4 separate regions of the Mus musculus genome follow, and all the other regions are linked to region 2. A link is a contact called in public promoter capture Hi-C data. All regions are on one chromosome and are shown on one strand. Each heading gives the region's core, a stretch centred on a gene start, on an enhancer-like site or on the middle of the called end of the contact. The rest is flanking DNA. Distances are from core to core; before and after follow the strand shown.

The links. Promoter capture Hi-C pulls out the DNA fragments that hold promoters and counts their contacts.
Region 1: a promoter capture Hi-C map of embryonic stem cells shows a contact between it and region 2, with 2.1 times the contacts expected there. The contact joins the promoter of C430014B12Rik here to the promoter of Slc19a3 in region 2. A contact is called at or near these places in 14 of 39 promoter capture datasets (the 3T3-L1 cell line, 3T3-L1-derived adipocytes, the HPC-7 cell line and 9 more), 2 of 115 datasets of contacts at active chromatin or transcription factors (bone marrow-derived macrophages and trophoblast stem cells) and 3 of 9 other capture datasets (adipose tissue, liver and pancreatic islet).
Region 3: a contact with region 2 is called in a promoter capture Hi-C map of the HPC-7 cell line, with 4 times the contacts expected there. The contact joins the promoter of Col4a3 here to the promoter of Slc19a3 in region 2. A contact is called at or near these places in 10 of 39 promoter capture datasets (the C10 cell line, the HPC-7 cell line, HPC-7-derived erythroid cells and 5 more), 1 of 115 datasets of contacts at active chromatin or transcription factors (pancreatic cancer cells) and 2 of 9 other capture datasets (adipose tissue and liver).
Region 4: a contact with region 2 is called in a promoter capture Hi-C map of the C10 cell line, with 2.3 times the contacts expected there. The contact joins the enhancer-like site here to the promoter of Slc19a3 in region 2. A contact is called at or near these places in 4 of 39 promoter capture datasets (the C10 cell line, embryonic stem cells, liver and 1 more) and 2 of 9 other capture datasets (adipose tissue and liver).

Annotation. Positions count from the first base shown.
Region 1 is chr1:82,724,627-82,727,401 of GRCm38.p6, reverse strand. C430014B12Rik (a long non-coding RNA gene) reads left to right here and starts at 1,481. Exons shown (of 4, transcript XR_865578.3): 1 at 1,481-2,615. Mff (mitochondrial fission factor) reads right to left here and starts at 2,512. Exons shown (of 9, transcript NM_029409.3): 1 at 2,318-2,512; 2 at 66-174.
Region 2 is chr1:83,037,039-83,039,924 of GRCm38.p6, reverse strand. It overlaps Slc19a3 (solute carrier family 19, member 3), which reads left to right and starts at 1,477. Exons shown (of 7, transcript NM_030556.2): 1 at 1,477-1,555.
Region 3 is chr1:82,585,614-82,588,413 of GRCm38.p6, reverse strand. It overlaps Col4a3 (collagen, type IV, alpha 3), which reads right to left and starts at 1,493. Exons shown (of 52, transcript NM_007734.2): 1 at 983-1,493. The coding sequence starts at 1,069. It overlaps Col4a4 (collagen, type IV, alpha 4), which reads left to right and starts at 1,565. Exons shown (of 48, transcript NM_007735.2): 1 at 1,565-1,795.
Region 4 is chr1:82,694,511-82,697,365 of GRCm38.p6, reverse strand. Col4a3 (collagen, type IV, alpha 3) reads right to left here. Exons shown (of 52, transcript NM_007734.2): 39 at 1,030-1,110; 40 at 588-686. C430014B12Rik (a long non-coding RNA gene) reads left to right here. Exons shown (of 4, transcript XR_865578.3): 3 at 1,607-1,732. Among named protein-coding and RNA genes, the nearest start is that of Mff, 29 kb to the left of the region's middle. Within about 2 kb of position 1,260, at least 3 of the 459 cell types and tissues checked have an H3K27ac peak or open chromatin away from gene starts, as enhancers often do.

The DNA.
Region 1 (2,775 bases), core at 232-2,731, 310 kb after region 2:
GGAACTGACACATACAGATGGCTTAAAGACTAAGAAAACAGAGACAAAGAGAAAATTTTACTTACAAATGTGAAACAACAGGCTTGCTATTTGGCACTATCTGCTTCTGTGCTTCATATTAACTCCTTAAATTGCTCCGATGCACATGTGCTAGGGTGAGAGCCACTTTTATCCCTGCGGGAGGAGAACAGCGACTGAGAAACTAGATGATACCGTTGTTAGGGACTTAGCTAGAAAATCTTTAAATAAAAGCCACAAAGATTTACAACTTTACACTAATAAACAAAGAATTTCAAAAGTACCAAATTTTGATGTCTTAGAACAGACAGTCACCATGTAAGGCAGCAGCTCTCAACCCGAGGGTCTCGACCCCTATGGTTGTTGAGTGACTACCACAGTGGTTGGACACTTTTGTGATATTTATAATACAATTCATGACAATAGCAAAATTGCAGTTATGAACTAACAACAGTAATAATTTTATAGTTGGTTACCACAAAATGAGGACTGTATTAAGACAATACTACTGCCTCAGTTTTTAGATTGTATGTTTCAATAAAACAGAGGAGGACCTAATTATTTTTTCTTTCTCATTAAAACTATGGTACTTTGGGTATTCTTTGGTAACAAATAAACTTAATTTGGGGCTAAGGTTTTACTCCCACGTCTTTGGTCATTACATGCTTGTTGTATACCTTGAGATAAATCTCCTTCAGACTCCTATCTGATACCACAGCTCCACTTTCTAGGCCACACCCAAACATCCGCAATGTTTTCCAATTTCATCGGGGTCCCGTACATTACACTCAATTTCTTCTTTAGGTTGGCTTTCATTTTTAAAAACACAAATCTATTTTTAAGGGACTATTTACCCTTAATTAATATTCACTACCTTTGAACCATAAACTTGCTGTACGCATATAAACATATGTAACAAAACCAAAACTATTTAAAAAAATTAAGTCGCAGTGAATCAAAGGTCTAATCTAAGAACTGCTGAAGCTCTGAGTCAAAACCTTGAAGATACACAGGCACAGGCAAGGACTTTCTGCAAAGGGCTCCGAGAGGCTGAGGAAACACCAGCAAGAACTGGCATCATGTAACATACAAACTTTCTGTAGAAATTAAGAGTAGAGAGATTCTACGGGATCTTTGTTGGGTAGTCATATGGCAGGGGGCTCACATCTAGAATTATATAAACAACCCAAAAACCTACTAAAGGGACCCCCCCCCCCCGTATCTATTAACAACAAAAATGTCACAACAGCAAGGAGAGAGTAACAGAAGAAACTTTGTAAATCTAAAATGAGGCAGCCCTATCAGACAGGAAGAGAGCTAACACAGTTCCTTCCAGTAGTTCAGTAAAAAAACATGTACTCAGAGACACCACTGAGGAGCTATCTCAATTCACAGGTCCTCGAAACCAAAAATTAGACAACCCGTTATCCACATATAAACACACATACACACCCCTCCTCAAGCAATCTAGTTGCGCTCAGAATACTAAATAGGGCTCAATGGTCCTACTTTCCCTAAAGGTTTTTCTTTGGGGAATCTCATTAGTAGCCAAAGCGACTGAGGGAGAAAGGAATGTTTCTCACCTGGGAAAAAGGGCATCCCCATTCACTGGCTCCCCGTGGGAGGCCTGCTTAGCATTATTGGGCACAAGTTTTAGTCTTCTGGAATTAGAGAGCACCACCAATTCAGAGACAGCGTTGCTCTTCCCAGAAAATGCGTCCTGCTCCTGAGCTAGTGGGACTGGGACGCTGGTTTGTTTGTTTGTTTCTTGTTTTTGTTTGCTTGTTTGTTTTGCAATGACAAGTTTTTAGCAAATGGAGGTCAGGGGCTATGGGGGACCTGGACCCCAGCTTAGCGTGGGGTGCGGGGGTATAGCCCGCAACGCCTCCAGCGAGCAAGGATGCTATGGCCAGCCCGGGGTCTCCCAAAGGCCTTTAGTTATACGGATTTTACACAAAACAAAGAGTTACTTTTAAACGCGACAGACTCAAGGTCAAACTGCGAGGTGCTTGGGCCCGTGGAAGAGATGCCCGAAAAAGCCCAGATCCAAACTCACAGGCTTCCTTCCGTTTCCTAACCCCAAACTAATAGGTGTTTTTCGTTTTGTCAGTAAAATTCGATTTTTGTTTCACAGAACAAGATGCGGAGGTAGAAACGGTGAAGAAGCCGGTCCCAAATATTTACAGGGCAGGGACCTGATGACGGGCCAAGGCCGGGGCCGCTCCGCCCAGTCTGGAGAGGGGTGTCACTGCCGCGGCGCTAGGCCCGGAGTCCTGCTTGGGGAGACTAGAGCACTCACCCTGGGCCTGCTGGAGAGTCCCCGGAGAGAGGGTCGCCGCCCGCCGGCTCCGGGGCACTCGGGTGAGCGCTCGCAGAGGCCGTTGACCGAGCGCACCGAGGCGCCCGGGCAAAGAAGCGGCGGAGCGGCCGCGACGGGCCGGGACAGACGCGAGAACGGCCAGGACTGACCCCTTCCAGGAGCCGTAGCGGAAGTAGGTTTCTGGTCATGTGACGAGAGAAGGGCGGATGTTGCATGCAGGCTCCTGAGACGTCGACGCGGAGCCATTTTTGTCGTGGGCAAAGTACTTCCGTCTCAGGTGATTCCTGTTGAGGGGGTTTCTAGACTTTGCGATCTTTAAGAACCTTGCGTTTGCAGGTAAACTGGTAACCTGTTTTAAAGGAACGCCTGAATAAAAATTCTTATGGTGGCCCGCGAATTTGCATATATAACTAAATATTGGAAGTAATTCTTCAGCA
Region 2 (2,886 bases), core at 228-2,727:
GTGAGCATCCACTTCTGTGTTTGCTAGGCCCAAGAATAGCCTCACAAGAGACAGCTACATCTGGGTCCTTTCAGCAAAATCTTGCTAGTGTATGCAATGGTGTCAGCGTTTGGAAGCTGATTATGGGATGGATCCCTGGATATGGCAGTCTCTAGATGGTCCATCCTTTCGTCTCAGCTCCAAACTTTGTCTCTGTAACTCCTTCCATGGGTGTTTTGTTCCTGGGAGATCTTTTCCACAAAGAAAAGGTTAGCATCGATAGAGTTAAACCACCTGGAGGAGTGACTGACAGATACATAGCATATATAATTATACTTTTATATATTTTTAAAATATATAATTATATATAATTAATAACTTCTTAATAAGTGATTTTTAGTGTGATTTTCTTACATGCAAATGTGGAGAAGAGTGCAGAAATTTGCCAAGAGCCACATGCAAGTCAGTAACTATGTAAGCATGGCTAGCCCCTCCTGTGTGGCTACTCTCACCCTTTCCAACACAGGATTCAGAGTAACTTCTCCCAATCTGTCTCTCACTGATGGGTATGGAGCAGACCACGACACTACCTTTCACCTTTCAAACTATGTCACACACTTTCTGGGAGAGCCAGTTTTGCTAAAACAGTGTTGCCCAATGCACAGAATTCTCCCACACCCAAGGCGTGGCTCCACACTCACAGGCAGCCTTTACATAAACCACGGTGGGGAGGCAGGAGGAAAATCCAAAGTAGAGGTGCGGAGGTTCAAGACTGTTAACCAAGGTCATTTCTGCTTGCTGGGGTTGCTGTAAAGTCAAGCAGTGTTTCTTTGGAGGACTATTGTTTACTTCCCTAAATTAATTTTTAAAATTTTAAGTATTTCCATTTTAACCAGTAGGAAATCTATGTTAAATAAGTAAAGTTAAATTTAAAAGCCTTTGGGAGCTGGTATATATAGCTCAGTGGAACATACCTGTGGCACAAGGACCTGGGAACCGTTTGTGCCAAATATGAACTATTTGTACCAAAACACTCTTAAAGCGCCAGGAAAACACCCGCCCATAACGTTGGGGTCTGGAGGGACAGTGCTTATAAATTTGGCTCTGAGGCCAGAATGTCCTAACCGAAAGCTATGCCTCTCTAAGCCTAACAGCTCTGCCTCTTTAGTAGTCCTTTTCTTCGTTTGCAAACTGGAAATCACAGTCTACCTTTCTCCTGATTGTTAGTTGAAATAAACGAATTCATAGGAAGAGACAAATGGAGCAGAGGATCAGACCTGGTTTCCCTTCTTCTTGCCCTACTACGTTGACGTGGAGAGTCAGCACATTGCTTGAGGTTGCTCTCTTCAGGTACTGGCTTCACTTTTTTAGCGCTTTACAAACTGGCTGAGGGACCTCTGCTTCTAGCCTCCGGATCAAAGACCTGGGGGCTTCATTAGCATATGCAAAGTTGGGCGCGGCTTTGGTCCTGCGGGACTGACCCGGTGACCAAGTCCATCTTTACTTGAGATCGCCGACCCACATAGCTGAAAGTGCTACATATCCGGGACAAGTGAGCAGCACTAGCTTTCTATAGGTAAGACCTCCCACGGAGCGTAGTTAATTAAAGTCCAGAAACCCTGGGCCGCCCGCCTTTCCTCTCCCCTCTCTAATTTGGAGGCGGGGTGGGGGTGGGAGACAGTAGAGGAGCCTGCGCAGCCGCCGTACGCCGTACGCCTGCGCCAGCCTGTAAACAGGCTTGCTTCAGTTTCTGGGACCTTCTGTCTGCTGCTTTCCTGGCCTGCTGAAACCTACCCAACGTGGTCTAGCCCGGATTCCTATACAGCCCTCCCTAAGAGCAGATTAAGTAAAAACCACCATTCTGTTCTCGTGTCAGCAGCTGCCATGGTCACACCCAGCTTCCCAGGTTTTAGCTAAAAAGCAATTTTAGCACAGAATGCCAAATCCCAAGCCAGGAAATGAGAAGTTACCTCCAAAAGAGGAAAGAAAAGGTGAACTTTGAAATTAAAAGAACCAAGACTGTTGAGAACTATCTTAATGGAAATGAAAATAAAACCAGGCATCTATCAATCAGGTCGGTGTTCCCTCCGTAAGAAAAATGTTTTCTAAAACTGGAAAGAGTCTGATTCTGCCAGGATCCACGCGCGCTGCTGTCTCTCAAGGCATTTTTTGCATTAAACATGCATTTTTAAGCTAAGACATTAACTAATTTTTCAAATATGTTTTTCTTCGGGTTGCCTCGGTAGTAGCAGCAATGGACCTATCAACTTTGTTTAGTCCGTTTTGCTATTGGAACAAATTCTGTAATAGAAAATACAGCTTGAGAATTCAACAGTGTCATAGGACACGATTGGAGCAGTTTAGTTTAATGCTCCAAAGGGGTTCTAGAAAAGACACTTCATTGCATAAGGTAGCGCTCCCACGGGCTGGGCAAAAAAAAAAAAAAAAAAAAAAAAAAAAAAAAAGAGGTAGTTTTATAGAAAGAGTGAAGACTGTACAGGTCATTTCAGGGTTATTGTCTTTGTTTGGCAGTAACGTAGGCAGACGAATAGTGGTAAGTTAGCTGTAGATGACTACTGGCACTTGTTCCGATGGCCTTCTTTAATTTGTTTTATCTAACAGGCATAAATAGTCCAAGATGAATTTTATTCTGCCTCCAAACCCCTCGCCATTCACATAAAGTTTTCTGCTGTCAACTTCTTTGAAAACTATCCTTAAACGGTAAGAACCCAGAAACACCTGCGGTTCTGGTAGTATCTGTTATTTGTGCTGAGAAATAGGCTTAGCTGCCCTGTGCTGAGAGCTGAATGGAATACACCCTGGCCAGAGCTCTTACCTGAGTCATCTCACTGAGCTATTATTATTCTGTATCAGAAGATTAGCACAGCTGGAGCCAGGGAGATACAG
Region 3 (2,800 bases), core at 244-2,743, 450 kb after region 2:
AAACAGCATCAAGCATCTGAAAAGTTAAATTTCTGATTCACAAACTGAAACCTAGCCAGCTCCTTCTAGGCTCCTCGTAGTTTCAAGGAGATTTTTATCTTTAGTGGCAAAAAACCAAGCATTATGGAGTAGATTCAAGTGAGCACAGGGTGACCCAAATTCCAAATAAAAACCAAAATCATCACAAAATTGCTTAATTCATCCTAATGTAAGTTCTGTGTCTTGATTTTTTTTTTTAACCGTGATGGCTTTTGTGTCCAGAGAGTCCAAAGAAACACTGAGCCCCAGTGAAGTCAGAGTTAAGGTGAGGTCTGGAAGGAGCAGAGCTGAGACTCCAAGGAGGAATTTCCTCCCAGGCTGGTGCACTTCATTCATTCACCATCCTGACATTACACCTTCAGAACCTTGGTCATTATTTTCATCTATCTATCTATCTATCTATCTATCTATCTATCTATCTATCTATCTATCTATCTATCTCTACCTACCTACCTCTCTATCCATCCATCCATCCATCCATCCATCCATCTACTACCAAACTCATCTATCTGATCATCCATCTATTATCTATATACCTCTTACCTCTGCCTTTTTGCTTATCATCATCATATACCTTATATCACTTACATTATATTTATTATCATCAGTTATCTTAGGTCCATCCATATCATCATCTGCCTGTCTGTAACCTAATTATTGCTATCCATTTTCTGTTCTCTGTAAGCTTTTGTTCCTCTATCTGGGACTCCTGGGGTCTTGGACCACTAACTGGCTCTCCACTTCTTCCAGCGCAGCACATTCCACCTGTTCCTCAGAGTTGTGTGCTGCTAGCCCATCCTGGGACTCAGGAGGAGCCCGCAGCTGAGCAACCCTCCAGATAGTGACTCAAAGACAGAACCCTAGTGAGTGGCACTGGCTTGTCTCACAGGAGACAGGCATAGCTCTGCTGCGGTGGGATCTGCACAACCTTTCAGGCACTCACCTTGCTAGCCACAGGAGAGGCAGCCAGGAGTAGCAGCAGGGTAAGCAGCAGGAACACCAGGAACCTTGGAGCAGTCTTGGAGTGCATGACGGTCCCGAGTCCCGGTGTTTTCTGTGTTCTGTGACCTACCGGACCCACGGGTTCTCAGGCGTCCATGTCCCCGGCGGGACACAGATTGGAGAGGCCCCGCAGTGACGCTCGCCTTGCTGGCCCACTGGGGCGAGTTTTGTAAGGGCTCGACCCACTGAGGTCTGTTTGTCCTCACCCAAGCTTTTGATTGTGACTCTAAGGGAGGGGAGAAGTGGCTGAGGTTCCGCCCTCGTCCCCTCTCCCTCCCAGTTCGCCAGGCACTGTCCCTTCAACCGGGCATCTTGCCCAGGAAGTGAGAAAAGGTTGGGCGCCCGCAGAGCAGGCAGGTGGGCGCAGCTCCAGGGGTCAGAGTGAAAGATGTGATGTCCCTGAGATCCTGGGACTTCGGTGCCTAGCGGGTGCAGGTCAACGTGAGGAATTTAGGGGTGTGCGGTAGGGAGGTGGCTGCACAGGGTGGGGGGAGTGGCCAGCAGCCCTGCCCAGATTAAGCGGGAGGCGCGCGGGAGTCTGCAACTCCGGAGGCCAAGTTTGCTGGCAGCTCTAGGGACTGCCCATCGGCTGCCGGCCTTCAACTCGCAGCCAGCACGCAGACCTGAGGCTGGACAGGCTGGGGAGAGGAACACGGTCACGGTCACGGGTGGATTCCCTCCAGCCATAACCTCGAGGAGCCTGTCTGGTCTGCCTGCTACCCTGCTGTTCCTTCTTTGCCCGGTTGCTCCCCAGGTAAGCCGCCCTCAGACAGGCACCGCCCCAGCGTCAGGGCACCTGCCTGGGACCAAAAGCATTTTAGCATCTAAGGGGTGGTGGCTGGGGAAGTTGTGGCCTTGGGGTCAGCAGAGGAGAGCTTACTTGGCTCCCGGGCTTCTCTGCCAGGGCTTGAACTGGGCACTATGTGTTTTGATTAATTTGGAAGCTCAAGTTACTGTCCTGGCAGTCTGGGCATTCCAAAATGCCAAGAGCAAGAGGCAGATGAGGGGAAAGAGAAAGCTCATCCTATTCTCTGAGTTGAACTGCTTTTCAGGCTAAACCTTATCTGCGGAAACGGAGGAGAAAATGAGAGCCAACTCTGGTCCAGGGTGTCCCTGCCTGGGAGGGCCTTGGATGCAAATGTCACTTCTGGCTTGGTAGGGTACATTGTTGCAGGGCTCTTACACTATCTCGTGCGGCAGACCACACTGAATGGAGTGTATCATTTCAAATGCACAGGCTACAGTAAAATCACAGTTTTGCTTAGATACTATCATCGCAGTGCTAAAGAAGAGAGGTAGTAACAGGCACGGAGGGTTATAATTACATGGCTTTGCTAGCTCTTTAAGGCACCCATAAAACAACCATAATATCATCACAGTGGTAACTGCGAACAAGGTCTTATGATAACCATCCGAATGTCATGAACGTATTAGTGGGTGGAAATTCAGCCACCAGCACTTCGGTGGCCTGTTAGCTGACGCTCATCACTGAAGAAAGGGCCCAGCTTCCATGAAGAAGCATCGAACATTTACTTGTCTCCGTTTTCTTGTACAAGTTCACTGGCCATCCTAGTTCCCTCTCCTTGCCCCACCACCCTCAGATTGTAGAGTGAAAGGGGCATCTTCCATGACATACAACCATGGCTATTCATTAGAGTCTCCAGAGGAATATCTAAAAGTTCCAGAGCCCAATGAATTCCAAACCACTTGTATCAGACATCTAGAGGACAAACTTAATGGTGCATGGTAGAACCTCTTG
Region 4 (2,855 bases), core at 11-2,510, 340 kb after region 2:
TATATATATAATTATTGTATATTTATATGTATCATATATAATAATTACATATCATACACATACATATCCTATGATAATTATTATATTCTATGATAATATAATAACATATAATATACACAATATATTATAATTATAATATACATATACAATAATATATGATATATTTATAATTTATATTATATTATATATTGTAGTTTATAAATTTATATATTATAAATAAATATATAATAAATATAAATTTAATTTATTATATTAAATATTAATTTAATTTATTTATAATATTTTATAATATATTATATATAATTATCTAGAATTTTATGTTATATATTTATATATTAAATTATATATAATATAAATTACATAATCTATATATACTTATACATGCTACATATTATATAATATATAAATAATATATCCTATATCATATACAATTAAAATATAATATATAGTGTATGCATATGTATATAGATTCACACACACATATGTGTATACACACACACACACACACACACACACACACACATATATATATATATATATATATATGATTCATTAATTTGGATATATAGATGAAGAGCAGGCTGTACCTGTTTCTCCTTTTTCTCCTGGAGGACCAGGAATTCCATCACGTCCTTGGTCACCTCTCATACCCATTGGCCCAGGAAGTCCTGGGAGTCCTGGAGGGCCTGAAACAAACAGAAACCTAAATCATGCCACTCAAAGACAGGGCCCACTTCTGATGGCCTACTGTGAATACCAGTGAGAGAGGTGGAAAGTGCTCAAAGATACTGATTTTTCAGAACTGTAGTTATGTGGAACTACATTCATAGTAAAACAAAACAAAACACCCAAAAACCTATCATAGATTAGTACTATCCTGAGATGACCATGATACTGACAGATACTTCAATTAGGGAGTGTTACCAATGTCACTATTCTGCAAGAGACAGAACAGTAAACTTGGTTGAATCTCAAGGAGAAAGTGTGTTTTCTCTAGACAGAGGAGTAGAATAAATTTTAAAACGGTACCTGGAGGGCCAGTGCTTCCTGGAGGGCCTGGGAAGCCTTTCTGTCCTTTCAGACCCAAATCACCAGCAGGACCTGGTTTTCCTAAAGATGCAGAGAGAGGAGAGCAAAAGAACACCAAGATAATAAGTAATTAGTTACATTGGCTACTCAGTCAGTTCCTCTGTCAGCCGTGCTCAGGCTGCCCTTAAGGAAATTCCTGACAGGTCACCTCAGACACTCGTTCTGAAAAGCATTCTCCTGGAAACCACACAGCTGTGATTTCCCTTCTATGTTGGAGTTCTAACACCCAGCTATTCAGAATGCCATTGTATTTAGCAATGTGTTTTTTTTTTTTTTTTTAATTAGGGCTGACAACATGGCTCAGTGGCTAAAGTTGCTTGTAGCCAAGCCCAACAACTTAGGTTCGATCCTTATACAAATTGCTCAATATATGACTAACTGCTAAAATCAGGAGCTAACTGCAAACCTATCAAATCCCTCACTTAAATGCTATATTCATGTAACCTGTAGCTGTAACTTAATAGTTTAGCAAGTTTTTGTGTGTGTTTTAGATTTATTAAATACATTTTTTTTTCAGGGCTGGAGAAGATGATGAGTGGTTAAAAGCACTGACTGACTGCTCTTCCAGAGATCCTGAGTTCAATTCCCAGTAACCACATGGTGGCTCACAACCACCTGTAATGGGATCTGATGCTCTCTTCTGGTGAGTCTGAAGACAGCTTCAGTGTATTCATATATATAAAATAAACAAACAAACAAATAAATATTTTTTAAAAATACATTTTTTTCTTTCCCTCCTCCTGCCAGGGCTGGGAATTGAACCTAGGACCATGTGTATGTAAGGAAATACTACACTACTGAGTTTCATCTCCAGTCAAGCAATTGTTTTTAATAAAACAAAACAAACACTTGTTATAAGTTAACACGGATAGCAAGAACCAGATCAGAATTATGTCATGGAAAAAAAAAGAATTGAAATAGCACTACAGGTGGAATTATATTCATCATAAATTTATAGACTAAAGTCCTAATCCCCAGTGCGTCAGAAAACCATTGTGTTTAGCGATATGGTTGTCAAAAATTGGGGCTGACAAGATGGCTAAGTGGGTAGTGGTGCTTGCAGCCAAGCCTGACAACCTGAATTTGATCCCTAGGATCCACACGATGGAAGGAGTGCACTGATTCCCACAAGTTCTTGCACGATGCCCCTGGATCTCCACATGGATGCTACTCACCACCCCCACATACAATGAATAAATAAATAAATGAATAAATAAATAAAGCTAAAAATGTATTTTAAATATTTTGTAAAGTTAAATGAAAGTGAGAACTCTAAACCAACACTAGTGGCATCTTTGTAAGAGATCAGAATGCAAAAACAAGGGGAGACAGGAAGAGGCGGCTCTAGCCAAGCCCAGAGGTCTCACAGGAACCAAGTCTTACCAGCACTTTGGTCTCAGTGTTCTGGTTTCCAGACTCTGAGAAAGCAGGCATCACTGAAGTCACCCCATCTATGTTTTTGTTAGAAGCTTGGCTATGTCGTTCTAACCTAAGATTTTGCAAGAAGTACTGTTTCACGTCTCTAGGCTGAATTTGTTGAGGCAGAACTTCAGACTTCTTGGTTACAAGAGCAGGTGCTTAGAATTCAGTTTGCTAAACAGTAAAATGAGGCCCTCTTAACTAATTCACCATTTTTTTTAGTGCTCTAGATTTTGAAGTTCAAAGTTGAATCAAAACAACTGTTGCACACACACTGGAAATTGTAGCTTTCTGTTCACGAAGGCGAGTCTAAAATGTAAGGGCCATCTGACACACTGCTGCCACCT